Linked DNA regions of Mus musculus: all the other regions are linked to region 2. A link is a contact called in public promoter capture Hi-C data. All regions are on one chromosome and are shown on one strand. The core of a region is the stretch at or near the end of the contact, and the rest is flanking DNA. Distances in the headings are between cores, read along the strand shown.

The links. Promoter capture Hi-C pulls out the DNA fragments that hold promoters and counts their contacts.
Region 1: a contact with region 2 is called in a promoter capture Hi-C map of liver, with 2.2 times the contacts expected there. The contact joins the enhancer-like site here to the promoter of Lgsn in region 2. A contact is called at or near these places in 7 of 39 promoter capture datasets (the 3T3-L1 cell line, cranial neural crest, frontonasal cranial neural crest and 3 more).
Region 3: a contact with region 2 is called in a promoter capture Hi-C map of liver, with 6 times the contacts expected there. The contact joins the promoter of Dst here to the promoter of Lgsn in region 2. A contact is called at or near these places in 5 of 39 promoter capture datasets (hippocampal neurons, liver, pre-B cells and 1 more).

What each region holds. Positions count from the first base shown.
Region 1 is chr1:33,212,700-33,215,399 of GRCm38.p6, reverse strand. No RefSeq gene overlaps it. Among named protein-coding and RNA genes, the nearest start is that of Gm24901, 22 kb to the right of the region's middle. Within about 2 kb of position 1,324, at least 18 of the 459 cell types and tissues checked have an H3K27ac peak or open chromatin away from gene starts, as enhancers often do. A contact at or near this core is called in liver, where this site is marked.
Region 2 is chr1:31,175,097-31,177,796 of GRCm38.p6, reverse strand. Lgsn (lengsin, lens protein with glutamine synthetase domain) reads right to left here and starts at 1,362. Exons shown (of 5, transcript NM_153601.1): 1 at 1,317-1,362. The coding sequence starts at 1,346. All of the region lies in intron 2 of 4931428L18Rik (RIKEN cDNA 4931428L18 gene), which reads left to right.
Region 3 is chr1:33,906,904-33,909,603 of GRCm38.p6, reverse strand. Dst (dystonin) reads right to left here and starts at 1,379. Exons shown (of 103, transcript NM_001276764.1): 1 at 1,152-1,379; 2 at 571-605. The coding sequence starts at 1,332. Bend6 (BEN domain containing 6) reads left to right here and starts at 1,983. Exons shown (of 7, transcript NM_177235.3): 1 at 1,983-2,038.

The DNA.
Region 1 (2,700 bases), core at 75-2,574, 2.0 Mb before region 2:
GCTAAAGTCACAGACCACTGTCCACCCTTAAACTTCCTACCTACTCTGCATGCAAGACTTTGGGCCCAAGACAGAGATTTATCAGCAATAAATCCAATAAATATTAAAGAGGAGAAGCAGTCTCACGAGGTAGGGCATTGTGTTTTTCTCTGTTTATAAAGGAATACTTTTATTCATTTCTTGCTCTTCTTCTCCAGGGTAGCGTGCTAGCAAGCATGTCTCTGGTTCTCTGTCCCTGTCTTTATGCGTGTGCTTGGCTTAGATGAGAATGTGTTCATTTGGGAGTGCACAAAGCATGCCAAACCTCCCTATTGATGGTTGCTATTTCAGAGAGGCCCATTGCTAAACTGCTATTAAAGGTTGGGCTGTGACCATTGCGAAGGCTGTCGGCAGCCTTTCCATCAGGCAACCCTCTTGGCACCCCAATCCCTCCCTGCCTCCAACTGCAGTCTGCTGTAATGCATTAGAATTCAAATCCTCGGGTGCTTGGAGTAGCCAGGCAGCAGACCCAGAGACCCTTTCAAATCAGGGTTTTTACACTTATTCTAATCCATGGGAGATGCCAGTGTCTTTCTGCTTGACAAAAGCAGGCAAAACTGTACAAAAGAGGCTGCTAAGACAGTCTGGCAGGGGAAGCTGAGCCCTGTTCTCTTATGGAAAAATAATAAAAGCAAATCCACATCCACTGTTCATTGTGCTAATCTGCTATTTTCACTGCTAGGGGATGGATTCAGGAAGGAAATGACACAATGAATAAATGAGAGTGAAAGTTGGTTCAGGCACACACCAACCTTTAGCCAGCACACAGTAGATCATGTGGTTTTTACTCAACAGAGTAAATATTAGCAGTCACCTTCTCTTGCTGTTGGGTAAGGCTGAACATTAAGTTATTGGTGGTGACAAGGACATGACTTTACCAGGTCATTCAAATGTGGCTTAGCTCTGGTTACCACCTAAGGCCGAGGAGTAGTATGGATCACATAGCTGAGGAAGAGTTGTCTGACTCAGTAAATTGTTGCTTAGAGTGCCCAGATGCAGATCCTGCTCCATCATTGATTAAATGTGAAGATTTGATCCCATTTAAAGGTTTTTCATGCTCTGGAGAGGGAAAAAAGGGATGATGCTAGTATCTCTAATGCAAATGAGATGAATAGACCAATGAGAAGAGCACCAAGATGTTACTTATGGGTAGTCTGTAGACCTGCTTCAGCAGCATGGCCCAGGGGCACTGCTAGAAATGCAGATTCACCAGTTGTATTCATGTACAAAGAATCAATTTCAGCAGAATGCCTATTGACATTAAATTGAGAAATATGATTGCTACATAGACACTGGCCCTAAGAACTCTGTATGGCTTGCCTCCCTGGTAAGCTGTACCAATAATGACCAGACTCCCTGGCTGATTTTACTCTTCTGTTCAGGCTCTAAGCCAATGGAAGAGGCTTTGGTTTCTCTGACACCGGGCTCTGAATATTGTGATTTTTTGGTGGCCAGTGAACAACGGCTTTGCAAACCTGTTTTCTGCATTATAGTGGACCAACATGCTGATCTCCAATGGTTTCTTTGCCTTTTGATCCTGATGTTTCTGGCTAGAGCCATCTAATTTGTCCCATGTATCTGTGTCAGCTTGACTCAAGGCTTTGGATTCCACACTTCATTCTGATGCTTCTGTGTTAGCTGCCAACTGAAGCAGATTCCTTTAGGTGGAAGCCCTTATTAACACACCATCAAGGGTCCTTTCCTTTTGTTTCTGCTTAAACTTTTTGCAGAAAACTGGGCAAGCCCAGAGACATTCCTGTCTTTCGTTTTTAACTTTTGAATGCGTGTTCCATAACCTTGAGCTAAGCATGCCCCCAAATGTGCCTGCCATCTTTCCTTCTGGAACAATAGGCAGCACACATTGAAGAATGCTTTGGGAGATAACTTCCACGCTCTACTCTCTGCTGTAGAGAGTAAGTCTCCATTCTTACTTCTTGGTGAGCTTGTTTTTGGCTTTGTATGCATCAAGATTCATATTCTTTACTTTGGTTACTCTTGCAGTTCATCTGGAAGGTTCTGTGCTTAGTTTCTCTTCCTGAACAAAACAAGAAGAGTATAAGGAACATATTAAAAGAAATGAAAAGATTATTTCATATTGCCCTCTAAGGCTTGACATTACACCTAAATGTTTGATTTCTACAGGTGTATCCAAGAAGAGATTTTCTCACAGAAATTTTATAGCAGATAAGAGAACTCAGCCTTCAAGGGATACAAAGGTCGACAAAGCAGTGTTTCTGGATTTATTGCGAGGGTGTGACATTAAGACCTTTTAGTAGTCAACATTCTTTTGGATTTAGGGAAGAGATTATCACCACACCAGCTTGCTTTATTTCACATCTAACGGTCTTTTGGTAACATGGCATAGAAGCAGAGACCTTCCATAAGCTTTCATGTCAAGCTTATCACAATCCCATGATGCTGGGCCAGCAAGGCAGTGACATTGGATAGGACCAGAATGCCAGAGCCTGTGGATTGCGCTGAAGTGAAAGGATGCAATTGCATGTGAAATGGACAGAATAAAAGCTTCAAGGTCACAGTTAAAGTAGCAGGGCAACCTATAAGAGACTGGAATTCACAGAGAAAAAGGCCTTTATGCCCAGGATTAAACTGTCAAAGGGGAGAGGCTAGCTGCTTATAAACTGTGAGGTGACTGTGACTCGC
Region 2 (2,700 bases), core at 113-2,612:
AACCAAACAATAAAACTGTGTTGCTGATTTTGATCTTCCTAAGATTAACCAATCAACATGTGTTCTAGACACTTTCTATTGTGTAGGTCATAATACTTTCCATAGAAGCTGAAACTAGACTCTTAAACCAAAATAGTGAGAGCTGGGGTGGGAAACACGGTGCCTCTCCAGACTTAGAGCAGAGCATGAAGCTCCTGCCTAGGGAAGTGAAATGTAAGAATGAATGTGTCCAGAAGCTGATGCTATTTGTGTCAGTCCCACTCACTTTTCCTGAACCACCATGTAAAATTCACTTTCAGAGAAACATGTTCTCTACAAGTACACACCCAAACTCGGCGTTTTCTTCCCATGGCATGACACTGCAGGGTCCTACTCAGTGACTCTCCCTGCTTTGCACAGCTTTGGCCGGTTTCTGTGTAGAAAGTAGATTCATCCCCATCTCTGTCCCAAAGCCCACTGCTCATATTCATCATGTGTAGAGCATGCACAGTTCTCACACCGACTTTATCTCTTCTTTCACTGGATGGGAAAGCACAGATCCTGTCTGTTCTCTCTATGTCATCATCTCAGGCACTTTACACATAGTAGGTCTGTTTCTCAAATTAGATTTCCTTAATTTAGCTTACAGAAAAGCTTCATTCTTCTTAACAGAAACTTAATTCCAAAGACACACTGTAATATTTCCAAAAATGTTTTGTTGAAAATACAGTGCTAAAGATTTGGTTCCATACACATGAAGAAATGGTCCTAAATGAAGCATGTTCACAACTGGTTTCTTTACTATGTTCCTGACTCATTGAGTTCTATCACTGCCTAACACGTAATGGGTTTCAACAAAATTCACACACACACACACACACACACACACACACACATTCACATACACACACAAACACACACACAGTTACTTCTCACCTTTAATCATTTAACCCCTTTAATCATTTAACCCCAAAGCCATTCTTACAAAGACTAAGAATGTGACAAAATAAGCTTTAAGACACACAGACTATTCTCTCATTAGTAACCAAGATTGAAATAAAATTTTATGGTGTGTTTATTCTTCTAAACCCTGGTGCCTAATGAAGTTACTGTAAGTGATTGCTCAAACTAAGCACACTTCACTAGATGCAAGCTCCAAGGTGTTCAGTTGTTAAAAACTGACTGTGCGAAACAGGACACTTCTTCACAAACTTCCCGAAAGCATACACGTCAACCCACCGTGCCCTCATTCCCACTGATGCTCAGAAAAGTTGCAGTCATCAAAACCTTCACTGTCGATATTTTGGGAAATACTATTTTGATTCTTAGCTTCCTACCTCCTGTGCGAGGTCCCCTTCGTCGGTCATGTCAACTGTTTCTTACATAAATCAGCCGTGGCATCCACACTCCCTTCAGCAATGGCTTCAGGGTGCATTTATATGTAGACTTCTTACAAAGGCAGTGAATGATGAATTCCAGGAGGTTCTTTCCAGGGGGATCCAGCAGGTAATAAAAGATAAACACAGACTCTGTCATGCCCAAGGCACAGGATATGAGCCATGCCCTAGAATAGCCCAGCAGCAAATGCTCATTTATGCCTGACTCCCTGCAAACAAAGGGACACAAAGCTTAAAACTGTGTGACTTTTTTATTTCCCCTCCAACCTATTGATTCTTTGTTATGTAACAGTCGTGTTCTGGAATTAAATCTATTGTAATAATCAGGTGGAGAAACATTTTTTAGACAGCTGTGTTATCAAAGCCACAGACAAAAATACAAATAGAAAAACCAGGGCTCTGAAAGACATAGATTTGTACCATGCTTGTAATTCACATACTTTCTTTCCATGGTAGGGACCTTTTTGCCTCCAGGTTATGCTGACCCTTCATTCTATCACTATACTAAGGTATCTTTCTTTAGCCTTTCTAACACATCCCAGGCCATCCTCATTATCCTCATTGAAGAAGTCTGCAGCAACCCAAGCTCCACCAGAATCAATGGGGAGCACTTTCTCTAGAAGACTCAAGAGGGTAGAAATCCCATTTCCTCCATACCCCAACCACAACTACAGGTTGCTAGAACAAACAGAGAGAGTTTCTTCTGAATCAAGCCAAAGGCACCAGTGAGCGAGCATACAGAACTACAGCTGGGTACTGCTCTCCAGGTCTTCTGGGCTGGCAAAGCCTCTGCCATTCAGTCAGGCCAGAATCTGGCTTCAAAGGTCCCGTTTCATCAGAACAATGACCACTGTTCTTGTTTGTATTGCATGGCCCTGTGCTTGCCTGCTGGCAATGCCTGTGTTCTGTGCTGGCCACTCGGCATTTGGTCTTCATTTAGACCTAGCATTGAAACAGGTGCTCACTTGGAACAGCATCCTGAATGCCTTCCCCTACCTTATCTCCCCAAGAAAAATATTCCCCATCCCTTAGAGTGTTGACTTAACAGTGTGGCCTTGATCTCCTCCTGAACTGAGGTATTGCATTTTTATCATGCCTTGGGCCAGAGCCTCGCCTAGACTTCTTGTCAATTGTCTTCTCTTAGAATTATTCCTTCCAGGAACCAGAATAGGTGTCATTATTTCATAGAAAAATGTCTGCGAAAAACTCTGAGATGTCTCTTTATGTCAGAGGACAACTATCAAAGATGGGTTATGTATTAGATATAGTTTTCCATATTAAGCTGCTTACTTGTGGGAATGCACACAACACAGAGCATATGTGG
Region 3 (2,700 bases), core at 130-2,629, 2.7 Mb before region 2:
AGGTGGTTCTCCTGCAGTTTCCTGCACTGGCAGCGTCCAGTCACCTACTCTAGATGGATAGTCTAGAACAGACACTAAGTACACACTCTGGCGTATCTTCTTCATCAACATTACTATCATGTAAAAACCATCCTGGGCAGCAAACTAAGCCCGTAGGGATGTCACCTGGAGTCTCAACTGGAGTTTGCTTCAAACTCTTCGGCAATAACGACCTAAGTGGTTTACACTGTGGTTTAGCTACCGACCTCCGGAAGCAACCAGGAAGTGCTTCCACCACAAGTGCAGATTGTAAGCTAAACTGATATCCATTCCCAGACTAAATTCTCTCTTTTAGGGGCTGCCCCTCCCACCTCTTGTAACGCAAACTCCACTACACTAGACACACACAAACACACACAATGCGCCCCAGGCGTGACTATGGAATTGCTTAAGAAGCATGTCACTTTGGGCTTAGGGACTGCAGGCTTCCCATTCGGTGCCCTACTGGCTTTTTAAACACGTATATGATTAATGCTGGTACTCAGGAAAGAAAGCTACTCTGACCTTGAGAGTGTGCGCTAAATAAATTACCTCAGAGCGAAAGTGATGAGATCTCAGAGCAGCATCTGGGGAGAAAAGAGGGAAAACGAGACTCCGTTAACTCCTTGTTCTCAGCCTAAAGAGTTACTGATCACTTACCTGGATTCGGGAAAGCACATTCTAGGTGTCTCTCTCCAATTCCGTGGGCATATTGGGGCGGGGCGGAGAGAGTATTGGACCATCTGTCTCTAAGGTGATTTCTCTGCAAGAAGTTCCAGCAAAGTTGGGAGAGGGGAGCCCATATCATCACGCCTTACTTTTTTATTCCTAAGCTCCAGCAAAGGCTTGGCAAAGATACGAGTACCTCAGCCCAGGACTCCCCTACAATTACCTTCTGGGCTCTAGCAAACTGACCCTAAGAATCGGAGCCTGATCCTTCCTTCCAGGACCTCCGAATCTCCGTGGTTATCCAAACCTGGTGACTCAGAGGATGGAGGTGAGGCCAAAGGGCCAGGGCGCGTTAAATAAATAAATGCACTTAGCTTGAGGAGTGGGCACTGAGTGGGCAGAAGAGGCAGAGAAGGCTTGAACCTCGCTTCTGCCCAGAAGAACCCAGCGGCGGCGTGTCTTACCTCTGCTTCTGGAACGACCCGAAAAGACCGATTTCATCGGATGTCTCCCTTTCTGGAGCTTGCGGTGCCAGCAGCAGAAGAAGACGATGGTGGCGACGGTGCCCAGCAGGAGCAACAAGAGGAAGAGAGCACATTGGATGCTGTAGGGTCTCAGCAAAACGAGGAAAGCGGCGGCGATCATGGTGCGGGCGAGGCGGGGGGCCGTGCGGCGCGGGGCTAAGGCTGCAGAGCGCGCGGGGCGCGGGGCGCGGGACGCGGGGCGGGCGCGGCGGACAGGGGCGAGCGCGGCTCAGCGCGTCAAGCCCGGCGCTCGCGGCCCCGCGCGCGGCCCAATGGCTGCACACCCCGCGCCGGCCCCGGAACGACTGATGGAGAGCAGCGGGCAGCTCTCGCCATGACTCAGCACGCGGCGCAGCGGCGAGAGCCGCGCCCCTCCCTCCGCAGGCGCCCCAGCCCGCGCGCAGCTCTCGGGCTCAGCCCCGCCCGGGACGCAGCCGGCTGGGAGCATCATCGGGTGGCCGCCCGGGGCCTCGGCGTCCTGAAGCCGGCGCACGTGGGGCGGGACGGGGCGCGGCGAGCCGGCGGGGGGCTCGGTGGGTGACGTCACGGGCTGCGGCGGCAGCGGCGGCGCGGGTGCGGGCGCGCGCGCATGGCTGGGGCCGGGACCGAGCGGCGCGCGCCCTCCAGCAGGTCGGTTCGGTGCGCGCGCGGCCCGCCAGGCCACGCGCCGGGCGGCGGTGCGCGGGGACCCCCGGGTTTCGCCTGTGTAAGCCTCCGCGGACCTTCTGCTGGAGGCCGACGTCAGGGGGCGCCAAGGAGCCGGGGGGAACCCGGGCTCCCGCCTCCCTGAGCCCGCCCGGAGGCTGGGGCTCGGAGGATGCAGCAGGGTGAGCTATTTGGTTTGGGGGCGGGGGTAGTCCCTGCGCATGGAGGCGCGAGCACCTGGAAGGGCCATCTCCAAGCTGGTCCAATCTTAGGAAAGGCGGCACGCCGCGGTCTGCAGGCTTGCACCCTACCACCCCCAAACTTGGTGCTGATTCTCAGCCCAGACGTGAGCTCTGCCACGGTCAAAGAACCCTGATTCATTTATTGGCTTTGTAGGGAGAGGTGATTTTAGATGTAAGGATCTGACATGATGAAGGATGAAGGAAGTTGGTGATTGATTGGCCTGTAGATACTGCAGGAGAAATTTTTAGGCACTGTCAGACAACGGCGATCGGTCACACTCGGGTACACACCCTTCTCCCCTTTGCCGTTTTTTTCCAGCTTCCCTTACATTCCGTTACAATCCGCAAAAACTGTATCGCAGTTGTGGGCTGGACACTTGACAGTGATCGCTGATTCGGTGCCAACGAAGAAGGCAAGGCGTGAGCGCTGCGGTGTGCTCTTTTGCGGAGGGCCTCTGCCACCTGGCGAGAAAGCCAAAGCTGCAGTGGCCGCCTGCAGCGTGTTGCGGCCTTAGCGGGCCAGTGCAGTGCTCTGCCCTGCTTGCCCCTAAGGCAAACTGGCTTTCCCTGTGGGAGTTGGATGATTTGTTTTCTTTCATTGA